2 separate regions of the Cyprinus carpio genome follow, and region 2 is linked to region 1. The links are chromatin contacts, called in public Hi-C maps. All regions are on one chromosome and are shown on one strand. The core of a region is the stretch at or near the end of the contact, and the rest is flanking DNA. Distances in the headings are between cores, read along the strand shown.

Region 1 (4,489 bases), core at 1,483-3,982:
TGTGGTGACATGTAAGTCAAATATTTCTCATTTAATATATACAAACAATTAGAGTCACACTAGAGTCACATTTTAAAATGTCAGAATGTCATTGGAATAGAAAAAAATCATACCACAATCAGAGAGCGAGAGAGAAAAAAAAAAAAAAAAAAAAAAAAGAGAGAGAGCACAAGCATATTTTGTTGGGTTTTAAATAATAAACGATGGAAATACTGAGAGCTAACTTTGCTACATTTAAATCACCAAAACACAGCACTGTAGTATCTTACAAGAAGATACTAGTGAGTCTTTCACTTCAAAATGTAATGCTTATGTCGTGTTTATGTGTTACTTGCCATGTCTTTGTATTTGCTATATTTACTAAAAACATTTCTGACTGAAAATTCAGAGTAAATCCTACACCATTTCTTTTCAGTGCAATTGATTAAAAAGACATTGGGTGTTTCTTCAACTATAAACATGTTTGGCCATATGGTCCTTTTAGCACTTTAGATGACAAACTTCCTTAAAACACACTTTTCACACTCCTTTAACTTTTCCATTAACAGTGAACATAGTGCATATGCTTCACAGTAGAATTCTGTCAATTTCTTATAGCATTTTGTGGAGGAAGTGACATCTGAAACATTTCGGAGTAAATTTGTCTCACTAAATACCTGGAAATGGTTTAAGGTTATTTTACTGTTTGATAGCTCATACAATTTTAAAAATGCAATGTCTGTTGTTTTGTGTTATTCTTTTTAGTATTTTACATACTTAGGCATACATATTTATCTTTTTATATACATTGAAAGGCATTTGAAAAGTAGCAAAAATAAATTTGGACATGATAATTAATGAGAGTACTATGGAAAAGGGCATAATTAGTTTGCAGATTCCACTTGGTTTGAATTCTGATGACATTCAAGCATTTTAATCGTGACTAAAGAATCGAAATATGAGTCTCTTAGGTGCGCTGCGCAGTCAAGCAAACGATTTTCTTAAAAGCCTTTCTGAAGTCCCTGTTGAAAATCGTGTAAATGATGGGATTCACTGAGCTGTTGCAGTAACCTATCCAAAAGAAGAGCTTGAAAAGCGCCTCGGGCGGCTCGCAGCTCTGCCCGCAGATGGCCTTCAGACTGTAGGTGAAGAAAAATGGAAACCAGCAGAGGACAAACACCCCCATAACCACAGCCAGAACGAAGGTGAAGCGTTTCTCCCGCATCTGAGCCAGTTTGTTTCTACACCACACCTAGATCTTTTCTCTTCTCCTCCCCTAATTGAAACCCAGGAGATCCGGCAAGTCCCTTTCCGGTAACAACCGCGCGCCGTCCACCCGACTGCGCTTGGAGAAGCGCGAGCTCTTGGGTTTGTTGTCGGACGTCGCGCTCTCCTCCAGGTCGATATCATCTAGCTCCTCTCGTCTCTGGTTGCTTTCCGAGCTGTTGCTGCTCGGAGACTCTTTCTCAAACTTATCTTTCCTCACAAAGCACGTTTCGGACTGGGAGGGCTGCCTCTCCAACCCATTCTTGGCCACGAATACTGTGGACGAACGCTGTTTGGCGACGCGGTAGATTTTGCAGTACACTGTGATCATGATGAACCCCGGTGCGAAAAACGACACCAGGCACGAGGAGAGGATGTACCAGGTCTCGTTGTTTATTAAACACTCCTTCTCGTTGTGCTTGGTCATGATGAGAGGTGGGAACGAGATGATGGCTGAAATGACCCACACCACCGCGATCATGCTTTTGATGCGCTTCGGGGTTCTTTTCAAGTTGTAGCTCACCGCTTTGGTGACAGACCAGTACCTATCCAAACTGATGGCGCACAGATGCACGATGGACGAAGTGCAGAACAGAACATCCAAAGCCAAGTAAAACGCGCACCAGGTGCTGCCAAAGTACCATTGTCCCATGATCTCGTTGGCGAGGGAGAATGGAATGACTAGCGTGGCCACGAGGATGTCCGCGCACGCAAGCGACACGAGGAAGAGGTTCTGTGGCGCGCGGAGAGCGCGGCTGGTCAGAACCGCCACGATGACCAGAACGTTCCCAACAATGGTGACCAGAATGATGACGGAAACCACGAGGATGATGAACGCGGCTGCCGTCTCCGTGTACGGCCATGAGGTGATGGTGATGTTGGCATCCTCCTTCGTTGCATTGGACTGAGTTACATCCATTCTGAGTTCATCTTTCTGACAGCCAGGTTAGTTTTTCCAGACTTCACGCGTTAGGTTGTGTCACCCATGCACTGAAACACTTGAGCTGTCAGTGCGCTCTGGTGACGCGATCTTCTCATGCTTGCAACGTAACAGCTATTCATTGTGCACGCAGATATTCATAAAATCACAAACTGCTTCAATTCGAACAAATTGACGCGCGAAAAGAACTCCAAAATAGATGCGCTGCGCGCGTTCTGTCAAGCGCGCTCCGGAGAGGCGCACGCAGCTCTCCACATTAGCTCTCCACACCGGACTGAACGTGCAGATGTGTGAGCTCTAGCTGGGGATAATCACATGACGTCACGCTCTAGTCCAACCCATCGCTAAACACACACACACAGAGGATATATTGTGAATGTATATTTTGCACGAGAATTATAATCACAAAGAAAGAAATTGCAAAGCATATTCCAAAATGTAACATTAATTTTTACTAGACATTTAATCCTGCATAAATCCTTAACACATTAACAAAAAAGACGACATTTTATGCAGATTTAATAATAATAATAATAATAATAATAAAGTTGGTACATTGTTTCTGCAGGTATTATGAAAGTAAATGTAAGACTTTTTAAGACCAAGTTATTACATTTTAAGGTATAAATTCAAGGGAATGCAATTTGGACTCTAAATGCAAGTATCAAGGGAGCAAAAAATAAGTTGTATAAGTAACACTTCTGAGTTTTAAAATACAATCACTTTTCGATTCATAAAAAAATAAATGCCAAGGCTTGAATAGCTTTGCTTCCAACCACTAGAATATGGAAATACCTTTTACTGTACCTTCTGATCTCACCGCATAAAATAAATAAATAAATAAATAATTAAAAAAAATAGTGATGTTTGTTTTTGATAGTGAAGTGCGTTCATAATTTAAAATAAGAACAATCATCGGCCAGTGGTCGCAGAAAAATTGTAAGTATGTAACTGAAAACAAGTTTTCATTCACAAATGCCAAGTATTTGTTCTTGTTTTAAGAACAAATTGACTTCATTTTGTTCAGTTTCCAAAAAAAAAAAAAAAAAAGACTTAATTTCTTCATTTTGCATTTTAAAATAAATGTACCTTGATTTAAGGATGTTGAGATATTTGTGTTGGAAAAGATGACAAATATACTGAGGAAGATGTTCATTTTTGCAGTGCATGACACATTTAATGCCATGACTTTATGAACCTACAGACTTTCTGCTTTGATTTAAGACCAGTTTAAGGCCTTTATTCGTGGAATGGAAAATAAAATAAATAAATTCCAAGTAAAAGTAAAATAACGGAGCCCCTTGAGGTTATAATAATTATTATGGATTCTGGATTTACTTTTGGAAATCTGGATTGCTGATCAGAATCATTAAAGATTTAATACACAGAGGAAGAGAGAGAGGGATAAACATTCTATTTGTCAAAGCTTACTGAATTTGGACTTCTTGAAGTTTCTCAGCATCAGTTGTAACCTCATCCTCGGTGCTGTTGTCTTAGATTATCCCATGTGATTTTTATGTTTGTTTTGATTTCTGGGTCATTCTATGTGTAAAAATAACTTGAACAATAAATAGCTGATGCAGCTTTTAATGTTAATGTGTCAGTATAGACAGCACAACAAAAATCCAGTGACTATTTTAGATTTTTTTAATATATATATAATGTATAAAGATATATTCGTTTAGCTTAAGATGTCACAATGCAATGTATTAACACAAAAGGCAATATTTATCTGATTGAATGTTTAAAATACAGAAAAGTATTTTCAAAAACACCAAAACAAAAATTAAAATATGCTGAAAAAACAAAAAACACTGACTGGCCTTCAAAATCAGGCCACGGTTCTGCTGAGCTTAGACATTTTATGACCTGAATATAAAATAAAATTGCCCTGGTTATGACTACAACAGACAGTCTCTGATTAAAACTGAGTATTCAAACAATACATGAGTGTTTTCAATGTATCTTTCAATGTTATTCTATCAAATTATGATGTCAATCTGTGCTTTATTTTATTTTCACAATGCTTATATAAATGTGATAACTCAGTTTTATACTGTTTTTGTTTTTTCATCTGAATATCAGTGCTGTCCTTGACATTATGTATAAATCATTCTTTTCAGACATACTCAGAAATAACAAAATCCATGGCATAAACAGACAGAAATAGTCTCACAAAACCAGTCAAGACTTTTACAAGTCACATTTCACATAATCAAAAGATAGCAAAAATAAATTATATTTTGCCTCAAGTTAATAAAGCCAATTTTTAACCATAACAATGTTTTACGCTGACATGTTTTC
Region 2 (4,161 bases), core at 1,324-3,823, 190 kb after region 1:
TCTGACGGCACCCATTTACTGCAGAGGATCCATTGGTGAGCAAGTGATGTAATGCTAAATTTCTGTTCCCATGAATAAACAAACTCATTTACATCTTGGATGGCCTGAGGGTGAGTAAAATTTAAACAAATTTTCATTTCTGGGTGAATTATTTCTTTAAGAGATGCTGTTGTTTCTAAGGATACAACTTAAACCCCATGAGATCCAAGTGGTCTCACGCAATAAATCTCCTCCAGTCTTGCATGCAGCTGTAAATTCACTTTGTGATTGTTTATCATGTGGGTTTGAAATCCTGCAGCCTGCGTTCAGTTCAGTTAGCAGGTCAGTGGGACGCCCAGCCGGGCTTCCTACAGATTCAGACCCAGACCAGTGTGAGTTCACTAACCTCCTCTCACTTTAATCCAGGCTGGGAAATTGGCTGGACTCCCTGTTCTTCCAGCTTTAGTAATGCATCTAATCCTGGTTTTGGTTACTGCTGTAAACTCTGAACAATTACTCTGGATGTATATTTAGTTGGGCTTTTATTCAAATTATTTTTATAGGAGTGCATCTTTAAAAAAAAAAGAAATAATAATAATAATATTCAATTAGCTTTTTTGTTTGGTTTCTTTTTTTATTTTTTTTTTTTTTTTTTTTTTTTAGGTTTTTTTTTGTTTTGAGTTTTGTGGTTTTATATTATTAAGAGAATGATGAGTAATGATTGAAAAACATTAGCATGTTCTTTCTCATAAATAAATCAACCACATAAGCCCCCAAAGCCAAAAGCTTATATAATTTTTTTTTTCTCTCTCTGTTTAAGTTTGGAGATTTCAGAAATATTTAGTTGCACCCTATGAAGATGTTACATAATAAAGGCTTTAGCCAAAAATAATTGTCTCCTATTAACAGTGGGTATAGAAAAGAATCACCCCTTTAAAATGATCACATATTGTTGCTTTGCAGCCTGAAATGAAGACGGACACAGTTTTTTTTTTTTTTTTTTTATCCAGCTGTATTTACTCAGTGCAACTTATAACATGCAAGTGAAAAATATAACATCAACATAAATAATGAAAAAAAAAAACAACACACAAAAAAAAAACAATCACTGAGTTGGAAAAAGGATCACCACCTTGTATTAGTTTTTTTTTTTTTTTTTTTGGACCACCTTTTGCTTTAATGACAGCCTTTAGTCTGTTAGGATTTGTCTCTGTCTCTACTAACTTTGCACATCTAGACTGTGCAGTATTTGCCCAAGATCAAGTTCAGTTCAGTTTGATTGTCTGATGATCGTGTTAGATTACATGTGGAAGCATCTGTTGTTTTGATTTCTTCTTCGCTTGTGTTTTAGAAATTCTGTACAGAAGGTGTGTAATAACAGTATAACAATGAAAACATGGATTCCCCGAGCACAAGTATAGCTCAAATATATTTAGATTTTTGCTAAATATAAGTCAAGTATACTTAAATGTCATTTTAAGTATGTTTCTGAGAAGTACATAAAAAGTAGACTGAAATACTTTCCTATTTTCAGTTTAAAAGTATACTTATAGCATGAATAACTTGAATAAACTTATTTTTCAAAAAGGGTAGGCCATGCAAGGACATTCACCTTTTTCTCCTTCAACCACTGTGAGCTCAGTTTTGCTGTGTGCTTTGGGCCATTGTTATGTTGGAAGGAAAACCTTCTTCCCATTGACAACTTTCTGGCAGAGGACAGCAGATTTTCCTCAAGAATTTGACAGTATTTTTCCCCATACATTTTTCCTTCTATCCTGAAGTGCTCCAGTCCCTGCTGCAGAGAAACCCCCCATAACAGGACATCACCACCTCCGTGCTTTACAGGAGGAATGCTGTTATTTAGATAGTTAGTTGTATTTGATTTCTGCCAGACATACCGTTTGGTGTTGTGGCCAAATAATTTTAGCCTCTTCTGCCTCAGAATCTTCAGGTGTGTTTTGGCAAAACTCAGTCGTGACTGCATGAGGCCTTTCTTGAGGAGTGTCTTTTTTTCTTGCAACCCTCCCATACAAGCCACATTTGTGGAGAATTTGTGATATTGTTGTCACATACACACAATGACCACTCTTTGTCATAAATTTGTCATAAATCGGCCTCTTGGTCACCTCTCTGATCAGTTTCCTCCTGTGTCTTTCATCCAGTTTGGAGTGACGTCCTGATCCAGGGAGAGTCTGTGTTGTATTTAACACCTTCCACTTCTTAATAATAGACTTCACTGTGCTTCTAGCCATTGATAAACCCTTAAATTTTTTATTTTTTTGGATCCATCTCTTGACTTGTGCCTGTCCTGAACTTTATCGGAGATCTTTTGACAGTGCCTTGCCACCTATAGTTGATTGTTTGCTTCAGTTGCACTGACAGTGACTTGAATGCTAAAGTTGATTTTTACTAATCAAAATGACCACAGCTTATCACAGTTGAAAGTCAATGGCTTTGTGTGCCATGGAGAAGGTAATTAGCTACACCTGACTGAGTATATAAGTAATTTCTAGGGGAGGTTGGGGGTTGGGGGTGGGGTGATCCTTTCTCTAACTCAGTGATTCTGTTTTATTTATTTTTATTTTTTTTGACATGTTGGTGTTACATCTTTCATTTGGATGTTATAAGTTGCTCTGAATATATACAGCTGGCAAAACAAAACAGTGTCCATCTTCATTTCAGGCTGCAAAGCAACAAAATGTTATTATTTTAAAGGGTGGTGATTCTTTTCTATACCCACTGTAACTCATTAGACATCCAATAAAGTTGTGAAAGACTATCAAAACTTTTATGAGATGAAAAATAAAACATGCACGTGTGCAACAACTCAATCAGCAGGTCTGGTTGTCATCTAATAGGCTTGTAGACTAATATTACCACCTCTGATTTGCCATTGCTGCACTGTTTATAAATTTCAACCGATGCAAAACAATTGCGTAATAATTTGATAATTTGCAACTTTGATGTCACTTTTTTTGTTATATTAATCGCAGCAGCCATAATCGTAACCTTAATGTTTTATTTTGATTGATTGCACAGTCAGTTTCATGGGTAAATGGCTGAGTAAATTATGAAAGAATTGTCATTTTTGGGTGAACTATCACCTTAACCACTCGTTCTGATTAGTTTTTCCCTCTGTTGCATCTTGCATATGGTATTTCTCCTCTGGATGTTGATTAATGTGCATGCAGGGCCAGTGAGGGAATGAGAGCTTCAGTGGAGGAAATCCTGCCACCATCTGAGTCCCAGTCACCCATGAGAAATGATTCCTGGCATGCTTACTGGGACCAGAGGCTGGAGATATACACTCGTACTGCAATTACGGGATATATGGAGCCTGACCTGCCAGACGGATGATAAAAATGGAGGGAAGGTATAAATCGATTAATGGGGAAAATGGCAGAATGTAAGGGGTGGGGGTTCTAGAGAGTTAAAGAAATTATGCATTTGCATACAGGTGTAAATGTGTATGTGTGTGTGATTGTTCGGAGCTTGTTTGTGGGTGTGTACCTACTTTACTATATTTTAGGGACAAATTTGTACCCAAAAGTGAGCTAATCCTCCAAAACCTGTGTGTCTATGTGGGTAAATGATGCATAACATGTCAATAGACTCTCTATTTACGATTCTTTTAAGCTTTTATGTATAACTGGACAACAATTTTAAAAAATAATAATTTTTGTCTTCACTAGCTTATTGTAAATCCTAAAGTCCAACAAATAAATCTTAAATAGGCAAGGCACATTCATTTATTATACTATAGCATAAAATGAACAATAAAAAAGTAAAAAATAGAAAATGTATTAAAAAAGTTATTTAAAATAACTAATAAGAATAATTATATGTCTCTCAGTTAATATTCTCATGAAATCGCATGCTTAATAATTATAAAATAAATGAAAAATGCTGTTTGAAATCATTCTAGATGACGTTTAGCATATCATACCACAGTGCAGATTTTGTGTGTTTAATAGTGTGTTGTGTGTGTGTGGTGTGTGTGTATCATACCACGGTGTGTGTGTGTGTGTGTGTGTGTGTGGGTGTGTGTGGGTGTGTGTGTGTGTGTGTGTGTGTGTGTGTGTGTGTGGTGTGGTTGTGTGTGTGTGTGTGTGTGTGTTTGTGTGTGTGTGTGTGTGTGTTTGTGTGTGTGTGTGTGTGTGTTTCTTTCCCAGTGTGGACTTA

What was found. A called contact is a pair of places that touch in the nucleus more often than the background predicts.
Region 2: a Hi-C map of liver shows a contact between it and region 1, with 8 times the contacts expected there. The contact joins the promoter of LOC109088962 here to the promoter of LOC109088966 in region 1. A contact is called at or near these places in 5 of 8 Hi-C or Micro-C datasets (liver, red blood cells and skeletal muscle).

The regions. Positions count from the first base shown.
Region 1 is chrA14:10,970,042-10,974,530 of ASM1834038v1, forward strand. LOC109088966 (alpha-2 adrenergic receptor) reads right to left here and starts at 2,733. Exons shown (of 1, transcript XM_019103100.2): 1 at 164-2,733. The coding sequence starts at 2,164. The coding sequence ends at 947.
Region 2 is chrA14:11,161,127-11,165,287 of ASM1834038v1, forward strand. LOC109088962 (E3 ubiquitin-protein ligase TRIM35-like) reads left to right here and starts at 2,574. Exons shown (of 7, transcript XM_042770651.1): 1 at 2,574-3,352. The region is part of intron 1 of LOC122133921 (SH2 domain-containing protein 4A-like); the gene reads right to left.